2 separate regions of the Zea mays genome follow, and region 1 is linked to region 2. A link is a contact called in public Hi-C data. All regions are on one chromosome and are shown on one strand. Each heading gives the region's core, a stretch centred on a gene start, on an enhancer-like site or on the middle of the called end of the contact. The rest is flanking DNA. Distances are from core to core; before and after follow the strand shown. Region 1 overlaps LOC542538 (seryl-tRNA synthetase). Region 2 holds the start of LOC103652776 (cyclin-dependent kinase inhibitor 3).

The links. A called contact is a pair of places that touch in the nucleus more often than the background predicts.
Region 1: a contact with region 2 is called in a Hi-C map of leaf, with 3 times the contacts expected there. The contact joins the enhancer-like site here to the promoter of LOC103652776 in region 2. A contact is called at or near these places in 2 of 25 Hi-C or Micro-C datasets (ear and leaf).

The regions. Positions count from the first base shown.
Region 1 is chr4:6,683,424-6,690,643 of Zm-B73-REFERENCE-NAM-5.0, forward strand. LOC542538 (seryl-tRNA synthetase) reads right to left here. Exons shown (of 10, transcript NM_001305867.1): 3 at 6,957-7,050; 4 at 6,730-6,878; 5 at 6,562-6,654; 6 at 6,110-6,289; 7 at 5,259-5,425; 8 at 4,908-5,042; 9 at 4,718-4,811; 10 at 4,065-4,634. The coding sequence ends at 4,350. Among protein-coding and RNA genes, the nearest start is that of LOC542538, 12 kb to the right of the region's middle. Within about 2 kb of position 3,693, at least 20 of the 20 cell types and tissues checked have an H3K27ac peak or open chromatin away from gene starts, as enhancers often do. A contact at or near this core is called in ear and leaf, where this site is marked.
Region 2 is chr4:6,417,568-6,424,529 of Zm-B73-REFERENCE-NAM-5.0, forward strand. LOC103652776 (cyclin-dependent kinase inhibitor 3) reads right to left here and starts at 1,815. Exons shown (of 1, transcript XM_023302327.2): 1 at 378-1,815. The coding sequence starts at 1,546. The coding sequence ends at 980.

The sequences.
Region 1 (7,220 bases), core at 2,443-4,942, 270 kb after region 2:
AACATTGGATACTACCACAATTGAAGCTAAGTGCCTTCATGAACTCCATATGGATTTACCAGTAGTTAAAAAAACAGTACTGATTATCTCTATGAACTATGATAATCAAACAGTAATAACAAAAGTGAACAATTCTAAGGATAACATAAAGTCTACAAACATGTCAAAAAGTGATTGAAATCTGTCAGAAAACTAAGAAATTCTAGAGTAATTATATTGAACAATGTTCGTACATCTAAGAATTTGGTAGATAAATTTACAAAAGATTTATCACATAATGTGGTATAAGGTGCATCGAGGAAGATGGGCTTGAGACCCACTTAATGTCATTCCATGGTGGTAGCATGTTCTATGTGATTAGAGATCTTGTGATGTAGGATGGTGAAACAAGCTAGAGGATGACTGATGGAGAGACTACTTAAATAAAATCTACGTAATTTGATGTGCACAATTATCTGGTGATGTATGGTAGGCTAACTAAAATCTTAATATGATATGAGTGACTTATCTAAGCAGGGATGTTATCCTACAGAACATTCTAGAAGGAACACACCTATATGAGTTTGACTGCAAGTCACAATCTATGATATGTGGGTAATCTCTAGATACTCATGAAAGGCTTTGAAGTGTGACTTATATGAGATAAGAACTTTGGTGAAACTCACTTCATGCAAAATTGTGAATTGAAGGCACAGTCTATTATTTAGATGTGAATGGGTGTAACCCATGTTTTAGATGGATGTTCAACTTAACAGTCTGCACCAAAACCCTAATATATCAAAGAACAGTGGATTTGAGTTTGTCCAATACGTGGTTTAGATTTTAGTAGGGATCGTTAGCATTTTATGGGCTTGGTCCATCTAAAGTATTTAATAATTCTAAAGGGTCGAATTAAACAAACTATGTATGATCCTTTAACACCATATGGATGGTTGATGGGATGGTTACATGGTTTATATAGATGGGCATATATGTCTAACTTTAATGGTTGAGAAAAAGGTAAAGGTGTGTCACATCCATGGGCGTGCCGCCTCCGTCGAGGTGAGGTGTGGCGTTGCAAGGTGAGGCATGGTGTGGCGCAACACGATTGTAGTCATGGTTGTGGTGTTGTGTAGCGTTGTTGTGGACAAATATACAAACTACCGTTGCACTTAGAGCGCATAAGTTTTTGATGGAACAGTAGGAGTTTCAGAATTTAATTTAAGAAGTTATATCTTGATGACAAAGTTATCTAACCTATAATCTCTCATGCCCTTTTAGCTCTCTCGTTCTCTGGCCACTCAATGACTGTTCAAGTCTATTGACTCACCTATATAAAACCCATCCTATATTTGCTCTCGGATCACTTCTCTATCGCTGCTCAACTATCAGATGAGTATTGATCCGCTCTAGCACTTGTGCACACAAGTTCTGGGAGAGCAGGCCTTTGAAACAACTATTGTCGAAGTGTTTATCTACTCAGGTGAAGGACAACAATCATGTTTTTGGGAAGTATCAACAACACAACTCCTTACTTCCTCCTCATCTTCCTGGTGTTTTTATGGTGATTGAGTTGACATAGCGACAACATTGCACAGCAACAACCAATATGACTATATCAACTAGCAATGTCTTTGTTAGGTATGTATCTTATGAGGGTAACTTTTCCAGATCAAGCTAAATGAGGATAATAGTTGAAGAGATCCATTTTTGCTTTTTTATTTTTGGTCAATATACCTCGTTTTTATCCCTATATAATATCTTGTTTTAGATAATACAATGAATAAATCATAGACAACTTTGTCACATCACAACAAATTAATCCATAATTGATTACATATGTATATTATTTCCATATCTCTAGATGAGATGTTTCAATTGATCATCACACTACTTTTTATACTCTATGTAGCGATGTTTTTGCTTTATATGTCCAATTTCAATTCGTTATTTATTTGTCTGTTTGTTTTGGTTCATTTTCGTTACTGTCAAACCCGGATTCAAGGATAAATCAAGATGTATATCACATGTGTGTCAGGATCAAGTTTCACACATATGATGATCTTTATTACATAAATAAAATATCTTTATATAAAATAACTAAATAAAATAAACTGATCGAAGACAACCTCTCTACATGTGTAGTTGACTAGGAGACGACGACCTAGAACTCATCGAATTCATCATAATAATCCTCCTCCGGCTATACATGTTCATGTTCCTGATCTAAACAACAATTATAGCTAAGGTGAGCTCACTTATAGCGTGATCTCGACAAGTGTGTAGGAATAAGTGTCATGTAGAAAAGGCTAAAACTAAGCATTAGCTTTTAATTAAGTTCGTCAAAATTTTATTAGCAATTACTAGGTATAAGTAATACCAACCCAATTAGAGAAAGGATCATAACAAAATTGTTACCCATAAACCAACCACATGCATGAAAAGTTAAAATTTAATTCCATATGTTAATCATGTGAGTGTCCAAGCCGCTCGTAACCATGATCGTGGTTGATATATCAGTTTTACACTCTGTAGAGATTGCACATCTTTACCCACAAGTCATATATCCCTTCTAGCCTGGGTTAGCTAGACCCTTAGACACTTCCAAGGTGAATGACTAGGTATCTACTATGAGGCCTTTACAAAGTTCCATTAGTATGAGAAAAACCGCTACGATTTCAGGTAGAGGTGGTACAGGAATCAATCGTCCAAAATGCTATCACAAACAGATCATCTTGAGAACCTCCCTATACTTGAGCAACTCCTCCCCGCTTGCCCCTTTCGGATAAGATTCTCACACACTAGCTTCCCTAATTAATTAGCCAAGACCAGAGTCATAATAGTCTTGTGGTAGCAATGTTTTCCTAGGTGGTTCTTTATGTTTCAATTAAACAAAATGATCTTATCATGCATAACAATTAAGTCAATAATAAATCATGATCAATGTTCCACATGTAACATTATTCCATAATCAAGTATAGCAATAGCAAATCTACCAATAATAAGTGAACCAGGTATAAACAAGGTATAGGGAAAACAATTCTAAGTAACCTATTAGGTTCCCATCAAGTTAACCTAACTATACATGCATGGGTGAGAACATAACAGTAAATACTATTATGTCAAAACAATGTGATCTAGGATACACTTGCCTTCTACTATGAGCTCCTGCTCAGATCCCTCAAACTGTTAGGCTTCAGGTTACTCGCTCACTTTCTCGTCTATTCGTAACAATATAATTAAACAAAATATAAATAAAAATCACATTATACCAAATAGATAATCAAATTGCATATTATGATTCTACGCGTCGAGACGAATTCGTAGGTTTGAGAACATAAAATCGGAGTTAAAACGCAAAAGATATGGATAAAATAAGTTCTGATGTTGATTTTATATTAAAAACATAGGTTCATGGGCCTATTTGTGAAGTCTAGGGGTTGCTACGTAATTATAAGTGTAAACTTGAGGGGCTTGGGGTAAAAATACTCTAGTAGGATGGCAGATTCTATATTCTAAAATCTAAGGGTCTAAGTTGTAAATAAAAAGGGCCTAAATTAAATCCCCTATAACGGCGCCAGTACTACAGGTTCATATCACACTAACACAGGGGCTTTTAGCAAAGTTGACTCGGTGGCTTTACGTTACCTAATCTAGGTCGTCCAGTCAAGGATGTAGGGTCCAGATTAAAAGAGCGAAGGGGTACGCTCAGGATCTAATCCTGACCGTTAGTTTGCCGATCTACGGCACGTGTGCGTCTTCTACCCCTCTGACCCGAGTTGCATCAGCGTTCTTTGTTGGCCTACTGCGACGACGCCCACCGGCGCATGGCATTCACACCATCTCGCACACAAATCGAACACCGAATAGTCCTATTCATAGAGAGGAACATGGCAAAGCAAGCGAGAAGGTTCTCACCAGAACAGAAGCAGCGACAGGGGCTCAACGACGACGCAAGGCGATTCAGGCGGCGCTCGGTAACTCTAACGAGAAATCACTCTCTCCTACGGACGAATTCCCCTCCAAACTGTATCACACTGAACCAAACAGTCCCAAAATCTAGGGAGGAAACAAACATGGCATTAGAATGTAAGGAGCATTAGATTACTTTTAAATGTCACTCGATTCTTGGGAACCATAGAGGGCCTAATGCATGCACATAAGCTTTGTAGTGCTATGCAGATCAGAGTAACCGACCAGTATAATGCTATGCAGATTAGATCAGAGTAGTCGACTGCTTATGAAACAGAAGCCCCAATCACGAAACTCAGTAGTGTATATTTGTAGTGAGAAATGACCTTCCTTTAACTTGTACTTCAGCCAGACAGTTCTAAGTCCACACAAGCACAACAGCGGGTGACCGTAGAGGGTCACTTGAATTTTGGGGAGAGCAACTCTAGTCCACCCATATAGGGTCTTAGTGGCTCTGGAACCACAATCGACCCATCGCCCTGCTGAAAATTCTCTAGAATGCAAACTATCAGACGAGGCACCGCCACTGCTGTAGCGTTGAGCGTGTGGACGAACTGCGTAGGGCCTGAGGCAGCTCCCTTCCCTTTCTTGGTGCTCGTTGATGGAGGCTCCGAGGGTGATGGGCGGTAACGGATGCCTAGTCGCCTACTTTGGTAGTCGGTACAATTTGATGCACTGGAGATCTGCAAAGTTTGGTCAGGAATCATCAGCATGATTCAAGGAAATGTTGACAAGATGTATACAGGCCTGGATATTTGCCCCTTACCTCACCATAACGCTCTAGGCCGGGCATCCACGCCTCGATATCAAATTTCCGGTAGGCTGGTGCACCCAGATCCCCAGTTGCCATGTCCAGAGTTCTACAAAAGGGGAATGTTGGCATCAGTACATCTGTGGCATGGGATTTCCTCTCAAAAATGGACATGGCAAAGGAATTAAAAAGGAATAGGAATCACTTGAAATGAAGTCCAAGTGATGCATAAAGATCCTCTTCAATTGTAATAAGTTCTTCATGCCATTTTCCACTCTCCTCTGGCCGACAGAATATGAACATCTCAACCTTGCTAAATTGATGTACCCGATAGAGGCCCCTGTTCATGACAAGACGATAAACTTAGCAACTTTAAAACGTACTGTAAAAAAATTAATCTCAATGCAGAGCATGTGAAAGTTTGCTTTTATCACACTTTTTAACCATTCAAAATAAAAGAAACCAAATATACATCTTCATACAATGATAAATCTTCATAATCATAAATCAATAAGCAAAAAGTTCATAACCTCAGGCAAAAGGAGAACAGACCAACCTAGTGGCAGCACCTGCTGCACCTGCTTCTGTGCGAAAACAGTGTGAATATGCTACATATTTTAAAGGCAAAGCGGATTCGGCAAGTATTGAGTCCATGTGGATGCCTCCAACAGGAATTTCCGCTGTGCCTATGAGACACTGATCACTGTCCTCAATTGAGTATACCTACAGAGCAAAGTGCAAGCAATCGCTTTAGCACATGTCAAACGACGACTAAAAATGCACATCTGGAACTAAGAAGGGACTGAAATGGTTAAGCTGAACAGCATATGACACCACAACAACATATCACATGTAATCAAATACTTAACAGTCGGGCAAGGTTGAAATTTTCGGTCGCATATGGTAAAATTTTCTAAAAATTGACTAGGGTCATCCTTTTGGATTATATGAACTGATTTATCAAATGGTAATTTTATTTCATAATAATATAGCTTCACTGTCATTTATAATACACAAATTATAATAGAAATAGTGGCTAGTATTATGTTTTAACAAAACCATTGATGCCCACAATTGTTTCCAAGTCGGACGACTTGCTTGTCGTTCTGGTTGACCGACTTGGACGATTAATCATGATTAGTCAGACGACTTGGATGATTAATCGCAATTGGTCCCAACCGACTTGGAAGATTAATCGTGATTAATCGGACGACTTGAAAACAGCATAGAAACAATGTCGTGATGACAGGGATTAATCCAGAATACCAAACAGCTGCTAATGGAAACATAATGTAAGAACAAAAACAAGTCATTAGACAAAATAATGTGCTAAAATGGCTATTTTAATGTAATTTATGAAACAAATAACTAAACCTTAAATCCCATCCTAAACAGGGGAGTTCCTACCTGAGTGTTTTTGGCCCTTGGCTGAAAGCCACATTTCTCAACAACAGATGATCTTACGATCTCTGGAGTTATGAGTGGTGTGAAACCCTTCTTGGAGACCTCTGAAATAGCCCAGTTTACTAGGGCCATCTCCAACAAAACAGCTTCATTCTTTAAGTAGTAGAACTTCGAACCACTGACCTGTGCAACAGAGTACAGACCTTTAGTACAATGAAAAGACCAAATAATAAATCAGAAGCTTAAAAAAAAACTTGATCCAAGAGGGAAATCTCCCTGGCATTGCATTTAGATCTAAGCTAGTTTTCAGAGAATTTAGATATATTACTTGACATCATGCAGTTTGAACTTTTAGGTGTATCTGAAAGTATCTTATTGAACAACTTGCTGCAGTGTGTTATTGTACTTAAATGTATATAGTGACATAGTGTTAACAAAAGTTGTCGCAATTATACCTCGGCTGCTGCATCAAAGTCAAACAAATCAAGTTCCTTCCCCAGCTGAAGATGATCTTTGATTGCAAAATTGAAGCTCCTCTGACTGCCTACCTACACAGTTCAATCAAAATAAATTAACGACTGTACAAAGTAGAAAGGCAGCAGGAAGTATAAAACAATACTTACCTCTTTCCTGAGGACAGAGCTTTCCTCACCCCCAACAGGAACATCTGGATGGGTAGTGTTAGGAATACTTTGAGCTTCAAGTTGAAGCTTATCTGTCAGCTGAACAAGATCCTCCTCGAGTGCTATAAGTCCCTCTTTCAGGTTCTTACCTGTAGTAATTCAAAATGAGTAAAAGTAATCTAATGGTGAATCCTTATCTTCATGCTTTAATAAAGTGCTCATTCTACCTTCTTCAACAAGGGCTTGGCGAACAGATGGGTCTAGTTTCCCTTTCATCTTGTTGGCAACCGCATTTCTTTCAGCTCGGAGCCTTTCAACCTCCTGCCATCTGTCATAATTAGGAATTGTTGCCATCGTTCTGTTACCGTCGTATTACATTCTGGAACTGAACTAACCAATTGTGTTCATCAAGTGCATATATAGACAGCTACTGCATCTAACTATTGCACAAGTCTTAAGCAGATGATAAAAATTTTAGAATGGATTAATGG
Region 2 (6,962 bases), core at 565-3,064:
CTAGCTTGAAGCCAAGCCAAATTCACATGTCAGTGGGATCCCATTCCTGAATCGATTGGGAGTACTGAAGGTCGCTACTGTGTTTCAGTTTGGATTTTTTCCAGTCAACTCTGGGAAAACAGCAGTAGTGTCAATTTCCACACTGCTATATACCTCGCTCACTAGCTGCAGGCTGCTAGCCGGCCGGAGAAGAACATTGTTAATTAATAGCCCTAGCTCAAGCTCAAGCTCATGACGCTGCTGTGAGCAATTGGTTAAGCAGCTTGTCATGAGGGAGATAGATTACATGTGACGACGACCAGCAGCTCCTCACAATTAACAACAAAATTTGCACACACGTACGTACCTTGCTCCAAAAAACAAGCAAACAGACGATCGAGGAGAACGAAAGATCACGCGTGGCAGAACTGGTCGATAAGCACAGCTCTAGCAGCATGGGGAGCTCATCAGAAAGCGTCCTCCAATGGATCATCCTATACACAGTTACTACACACACATGCATACTATGGAGTACTAAACTATGCATGTGGTTTAATTTGTCACGGACAGATCACAGAGTACGTGCATGCACCATCAGCTGCATATACGCTAATAATAAATCTAATTAAGGGGTAGTGATGGATGAGTGACAGTCTACAAAAAAATAACGTACGACATCAGGGGAGGATAATAATCAGCACTACTGATGAGTGATGACTCCAGTTTGAAGTTTGCCAGCTGAGGGTGGTCGGAGGAGAGCATTGCTAGCTGCTTGACCTTGAGGTTAACGAACGGACTGTGACGGGTTTACCACCTCCGACCCCCCGTCAGCGGCAGCGGCACCCACTCGAAGCGCCCCTCCAGCGGGCGGTCGAGGGCGACGTCGTAATTGTACCTGCAGAGCGAGGGTGTGCGGAGCTTAGCTTGGAGTCATCAGCTAGCCACCACGCCAACCCAACTGCGCGCGTGGGGCGGTGGAATAATCGAATTCACGTGGTGCTTACGCCTCTGCGAATCGCCGGCGCTCGGCCAGCTCCGCGTCCGCGAAGAAGGCCTCTATCTCGGTTTCCGTCGGCGGCGGTGGCGGCGACGGCGACGGCGACGGCGTCTGGCTGGCGACGCCGCCGACGACGCGGCAGCCGCACTCGTCGTTCTCGTGTTTATTCGCCTTATTCACTTTCGCCACGCCCGCGCCGTCGTCGCAGTCGCCGGCCATCGTCGCAGACGCCTCCTCCTCGTGCTGCTGGCCGAGCCCGTCGTCGGCGCAGAGCTGCTGCTGGCGGGCACCGACACCGAGCACCCGGCCACGGGGGCTCCGCGCGTCGGCCTCGCCCTCGCCCCTGTGGCGCCGGGGGCTGCCGCCGTACGCGCTCTCCTTGGCGCCGCACCACCGCCGGAGGCCTGCCCCGCGGTGGCGCCGCGGCCTGCTTCTCGTCCTCGGGCTGCACGCCGCCGACGCCTCCGACGGCGGCACGCGGCGCCCGCTGCACAGCGTGAGGCACGACGCCGCCGCGGCGGCGGCGGCGCGCGGCTTGCTGCTGCCGCGGATCCTCACGCACTTGCCCATCGATCACGCGCGGCCGGTTGCGCTGCTGGTGTGCCTCTGCCGCTCTGCGTGTGGTGCGGTGCCGTGGCAGCCGCGGACACTGGCTAGCTGCCGGCGGCTTAATTTGTACTGGCGGATGGCGCTTCCGCTACAGTGTGCCTCACATATCAAGGCTCGCCACGTCACGGTAGTGACGGCCCTAGACCTTTTTATTTCATATACGTACAATTCATTTATATGTAATTTTATAGTCCATTCGGTAAATAGATATAAAATAAGCTGCCAAATAGTCCGAACATGTTATAAATGGATATAAAGATTACAATAATATTACTTGGTCTACGCAACGGCATGAAAGTCTCAATTATATATGTTTTCTTCATCCATTTCAAAACAAAATCCCTCTCTCAATGTATGTAACAAGACAATCACCCCCAACGACTATCACCATCTTATTTCTCAATTTAATTTTCACTAAACTCATTACTGGAAATGCATTTTCAACACTTGTTCTTGCCACTGGCGAAAGTAGCACCAATTTGAGAAGCAAGTAAACCATATAAAAAACTTATATTTCTTTGTTTCAACAAGCTTAACTGAGAGGCACACAAAATTTGTTGACTTTGAATCTATCATCTTCTCTTATGCCATAAGTATAATTGTCAAGTTTTAACAAGTTAGTGCTTGAACTAGATCAACAATATGACTGACGTAGGCTTGGAGCAGGCGAGGCAGTTAGGGCAAGGTTGACTCGGTGTTGGCAAAGAAGGCCTGACATGGCATTGCCGGGGTACGACCTACCGAGGGAAGGCAAGGCAAGATGGGGTGGGCTACTCAACATGGTGTTGGTAGGGTACAACTGACCAGGGGAGGTCGAGCAGGCCTAACACAACATTGGTGGAGCGTGGTCGGTCGGTGGTGGGGCGCAATCGATCGGGGGAGGGCAAGGTGAGGCTGGCGTGGGTTGGGCATGACTTTTCGATGAGGTTGGTGCTAGTGAGGTGCGACCAGAGTTGAAGGAGACGGAGGCGTCGATAGAAGAGGAAGCGACAGAATCAAAGAAAGAAAAAGAGTGAACCAGTTTTTGTGTAACTAATGACATTAGCGGGTAATTTTGAGAATTCTACCAAATTGGAGCCGGTGAAACACCTCTTGAGGAGCTCCACCAAAATAGTGAATCTAGCCCCTATAGGGGTTTAGGGTTTAGCCCCTATTTGTGTAGACACTCGGCAAAGGCTCCGACACCGTTACCTGGCGTCGTGACGACGACTTTTCTTTGTCGAGTGTCTCGTGGCATACGGCAAAGCCTTTGCTGAGTGGCCGACAAAAAGTACTCGGCAAAGAAGCAGCTACCGATATACAGTTCGTTGAGACTTCTTTTCGCAAGTATTTTCTAGGCTGAAGCACTCGGCAAAGTAGCTATGTCTGGTAATGCTAGATTTAATAATTTGGTGAATCTACATTTGTGAATGTGAACTATTTGGCTAACTTTTCATAAAGTGGAGCTGTTTTTGTGAATCTGGAGCTGCTGGGGAGCCCCTAAACATTCTAATACTGGTATTGTATTATGTATAATGGGAGGGGCCCATGAGTGTTGGTGGAGTATCCTCCGCGCCCCATTAATTTAGTGAATCAGAATTACGGTGAGCTGAAAGTGTTTGGTTAGATGAATTAAATCCAAATACGTTTTTAATGAATCGTAAGCTCTACTAAACTCGCTATCCCACTCCCTATATATTTTAAACTCTACTATACAAACAGTATAATTTATAGTGCAAAATAATACTTTACTTTGTATGATCATTTACACAATGTATAGACGTATAATAGCAGAGGCTCCTGGTTTTGTCTGGCTCCATCCTGCGGGTCTATATATAAGTATATTTGATCCCAACTCCAGAGTCCAGAATCACAATGCATGGGGCCGTTTGGTCGGGTCGTCACTCATCACCACTCACTGGCTATATATATGACATCGTCCTAGTATCGTACAACTACTGTAAACATGGTGTCCCTGCCCGCGGTAACCGGATACCGAGGCACGCGAAAGCACACGCGAGGTCACGAGCACTGTCGTCATGTTCTTCACGGTTCACCAAGCAGATCCATCTCTGATGCATGCCTGCCATCGAATGATCGACGATACAGTGCTGCTTGCTAGCTAGCTGCAGCAGCGACGCTATAGTAGCTATCTAGCCATGGCCCCTACTAGCCCCCTTGTCTACGCCAGTGATCACGCTCTTGCATCAAAGTGTGGAGCTCTTACTTGGTAGTAGTAGTAGCAGGTTAAGGTGCACTGATGACTGTGACTGGCATGCATGAAATGAAGCAAAGCGGCGGCCGGCAAGTGAAAGTGAACTAATAAGTAATAACCAAAGCAGCAGCATGCGCTGATCAGGCATTCAGCTACTACCAGCAAAGTTGGCCGGCCGTTGTATTAACCTGAGGCGACGATCGAGGTAGATAGCTAGCTAGCTAGCCTTATGCATGCATATGGCCGCCATTATTATCATAAGCCTCTGCCGCATTGGAGAGAGCCAAATGAAGAAGGGCTTTGTCACAGCTGGGAAGAATCTAATGATCACCGGCAAATTAAAGCCAGCTGAGAGAGAGCCCAAAGTGCATTTTGCTATAGCTGCCTTGCTCAACAACGCTTAGACACCCAAGGCTGTCTCCTGCAACTTACCTCACCCATTTTCCATCATATCTCCTATTTCAAATTTCATTCATTTCAAATTCCATTCTATATATTGTGTAGTTTACAGTACAAAACAATGAACGATCTTCTGTAAACAGCCTAATAAGCACGTTCGGATGACGAATTCAGCCTTATTTTCGGCCAGTTTTTTTTGGCGGCCAGAAACCGCCGAAAATAAGCCACTTGCCGCCGAAAATGACTGTACCTGTTGTAGTGCACCAGAACCAATAGCAACTTAATTATTAAGGCCTGTAGACTGGCACAGTATATATCGAGTCAGAGTTATTAAGGCCCTGTAGACTGGCCTGTAGAAACTGGTTTTGGAGTTTACCATAAGACAAGATGATGCTAAGCAGAAAAGGGACACGAGCCCTAAGCGCCACAAAGAATCTAGTAGTAGGTTGATAGATTCTGACGAGTGAGTGATCGAGTAGGCTGCACTGCAGTACCAGAGGTCGTTCAGGCTTTTGGAACTCGGTCCCAGCTCCAGCTACTACAGGCACAGTCTTCTCCGGCCCTCTCCCTCCATTTATTAGGTCGGCTATCTTACCGCTACTACAGTGGAGTGGATTGTTGTTTTATCCAAGATCGGTCTGGAAAGCAATAATATAATGCATGCTGCCCTAGTTTAGTTTTACTGAGAGCCCGAGAGACCCCAGCGAGAAGGATCTTTACCGAGGCCCGAGAAATTAAAGAAAGCACCCGCCAGTTCGTTCTCGTCCTCGTCGTCGTCCTCCGCCGAGCGTATCTGATCATCTCCCCGGCCCTCGCCCTTGCTCTTCTCTTCAGATCAAAGCTGCCGCGCCTATTTATTTTTATCCTTCTTATCAGTAGCAGTAGTAATGAGAATGCACAGAAAGAGAGGAGTAAAAACCTGCGGCAGTTACGAACTGGCAGTGCATGCATGAGAGCTTTAATTAGCTGCACTGAAAAGCATGCAGATGAAGATGAGAGCTGCTGGGGAAGAATAGTCAGAAGTCTGGTATCTGATTCTTGGGGGATGCAAATTGCTAGAGATGTTCCTAAAACATCCGACTTGTATCACAAATCTAATATTTTAGTATAGATATATATAGAATTTAAAGTTAATTTTTTTGCAATGTTATTAAGAATATTATGAAGTATTTAAATAAATTTTTATATAATTTTTTATGTATATTATTTTCTCCTTACAACAAAAAAGGTGAAAAAACATCTGAATCCGTATTCGAATAGACATCCGAAGTTTATATCAATTATTTAAAAATATATAGAATGAATTTAATGTTTATTTTTTTGAAGATTAATAGCCTCAATGCTAAAAACAAGAATATAAATTTACATAGCAAATTCTATATGTTATTTATTCATAATCGAAGAAAGAAGACAAAAAATTTGACATCCGGATCAATCCCTACAAATTGCAATCAATCAGGATTCAGGACCACAAAAAAAGCCTGAACACAAAAGAGCAAAAGTACATTTTGCCTCCTAGTAGACACTAGCAGATCGAGGTGATATATATGCTCCTTAGCAAAGTTTTTAAGTTGTTGAGTCGGCTTGAGTCGCCAAAGCACCGATGAGTCGACTCAACTAACATACCGGTCGACTCAAACGACTAATCGATAATAAGTTGTTCGTCTAGTCGTCTAAGTCGTCTAGACCCTAATAAAACAATATAAGACGGTTTGCTCCGTTTTTTTGTATGTAAAAATATACTGTCCAAGTACAGTTTAAAACGCATAAGAAAGTGACTTACTTACTTGAAATGATGCTCATAAGCCCTTCGCCCCCAATGGCTATGGTTTCCACGTATGACTTACTTGTCCAATAGATCTGTAGTATGCCAATGTTTCCATCCCAAGTGCCTTGGGACGATGTAGGCCATTGGATAGCAACTAGGGTAGGGCTACAAGTGGAACCAAAGGAGTTGAGACATACACAACATGAAAAGGAGGAAAATCCGATTGCCAGACTTATGTCGGACGGCTGCCTCGACCACATCGGATATAACCTAATGTCTGAGGGTTTTAAGGGCCGCCAGACTTAAGGATACATCCGACGGTTGACGCACTAGGCGTCGGACATAAGCTTTATGTCTGACGGCTATCTGCATATAGTCGTTGGCGATAAGGTCGTAATGTCCGATGGCCTCCATACGGGCCGTCGAACCTCAACTTATGGAATCCACTAGGCGTCGTCGTTACGACCGTCAACGGCTTTAAAAACCGAAGGCCCTACATATAGCTTATATCCGATGGTAACCGTCAAAAATAGCCGACCTTTTACAATCGATAGACACTTACCATCGGACATAAGGCTTAGCCCGTCCCAAATATTTATGTCTCGCTTACATCCGAGGGCTTAGGCCATCGGAAATTTCTAAGTTTACTATTGTTATATTTGGTATACTATACAAGAACGGTTGCCATGTAACCGAGGCTTATATAAACATGCAAGCGAGCCTAGCTATTAAGCCTTCAGATCATAATCTAACAATCATATGTTATATTTAACACTTAAACTCGTATCACCAGCTTACACAGCTCTATAATAGAAAATCCTTCAAACTATGGTTGCATTTACGGTTGGTGTTCATGATCTAAACTCTCGCTTGTACGGACAAGTGTAAAACAGTGGGCCAGCTTCCGCTAAAAAGAAGGGCCGCTCGCTAGTCACTACTGACACTCAAGACTGAACTCTTAACGATTCAAAAGCTCCCAAGATGCAACCCGCCGATGGATTGGAGGCAGGCTTTTC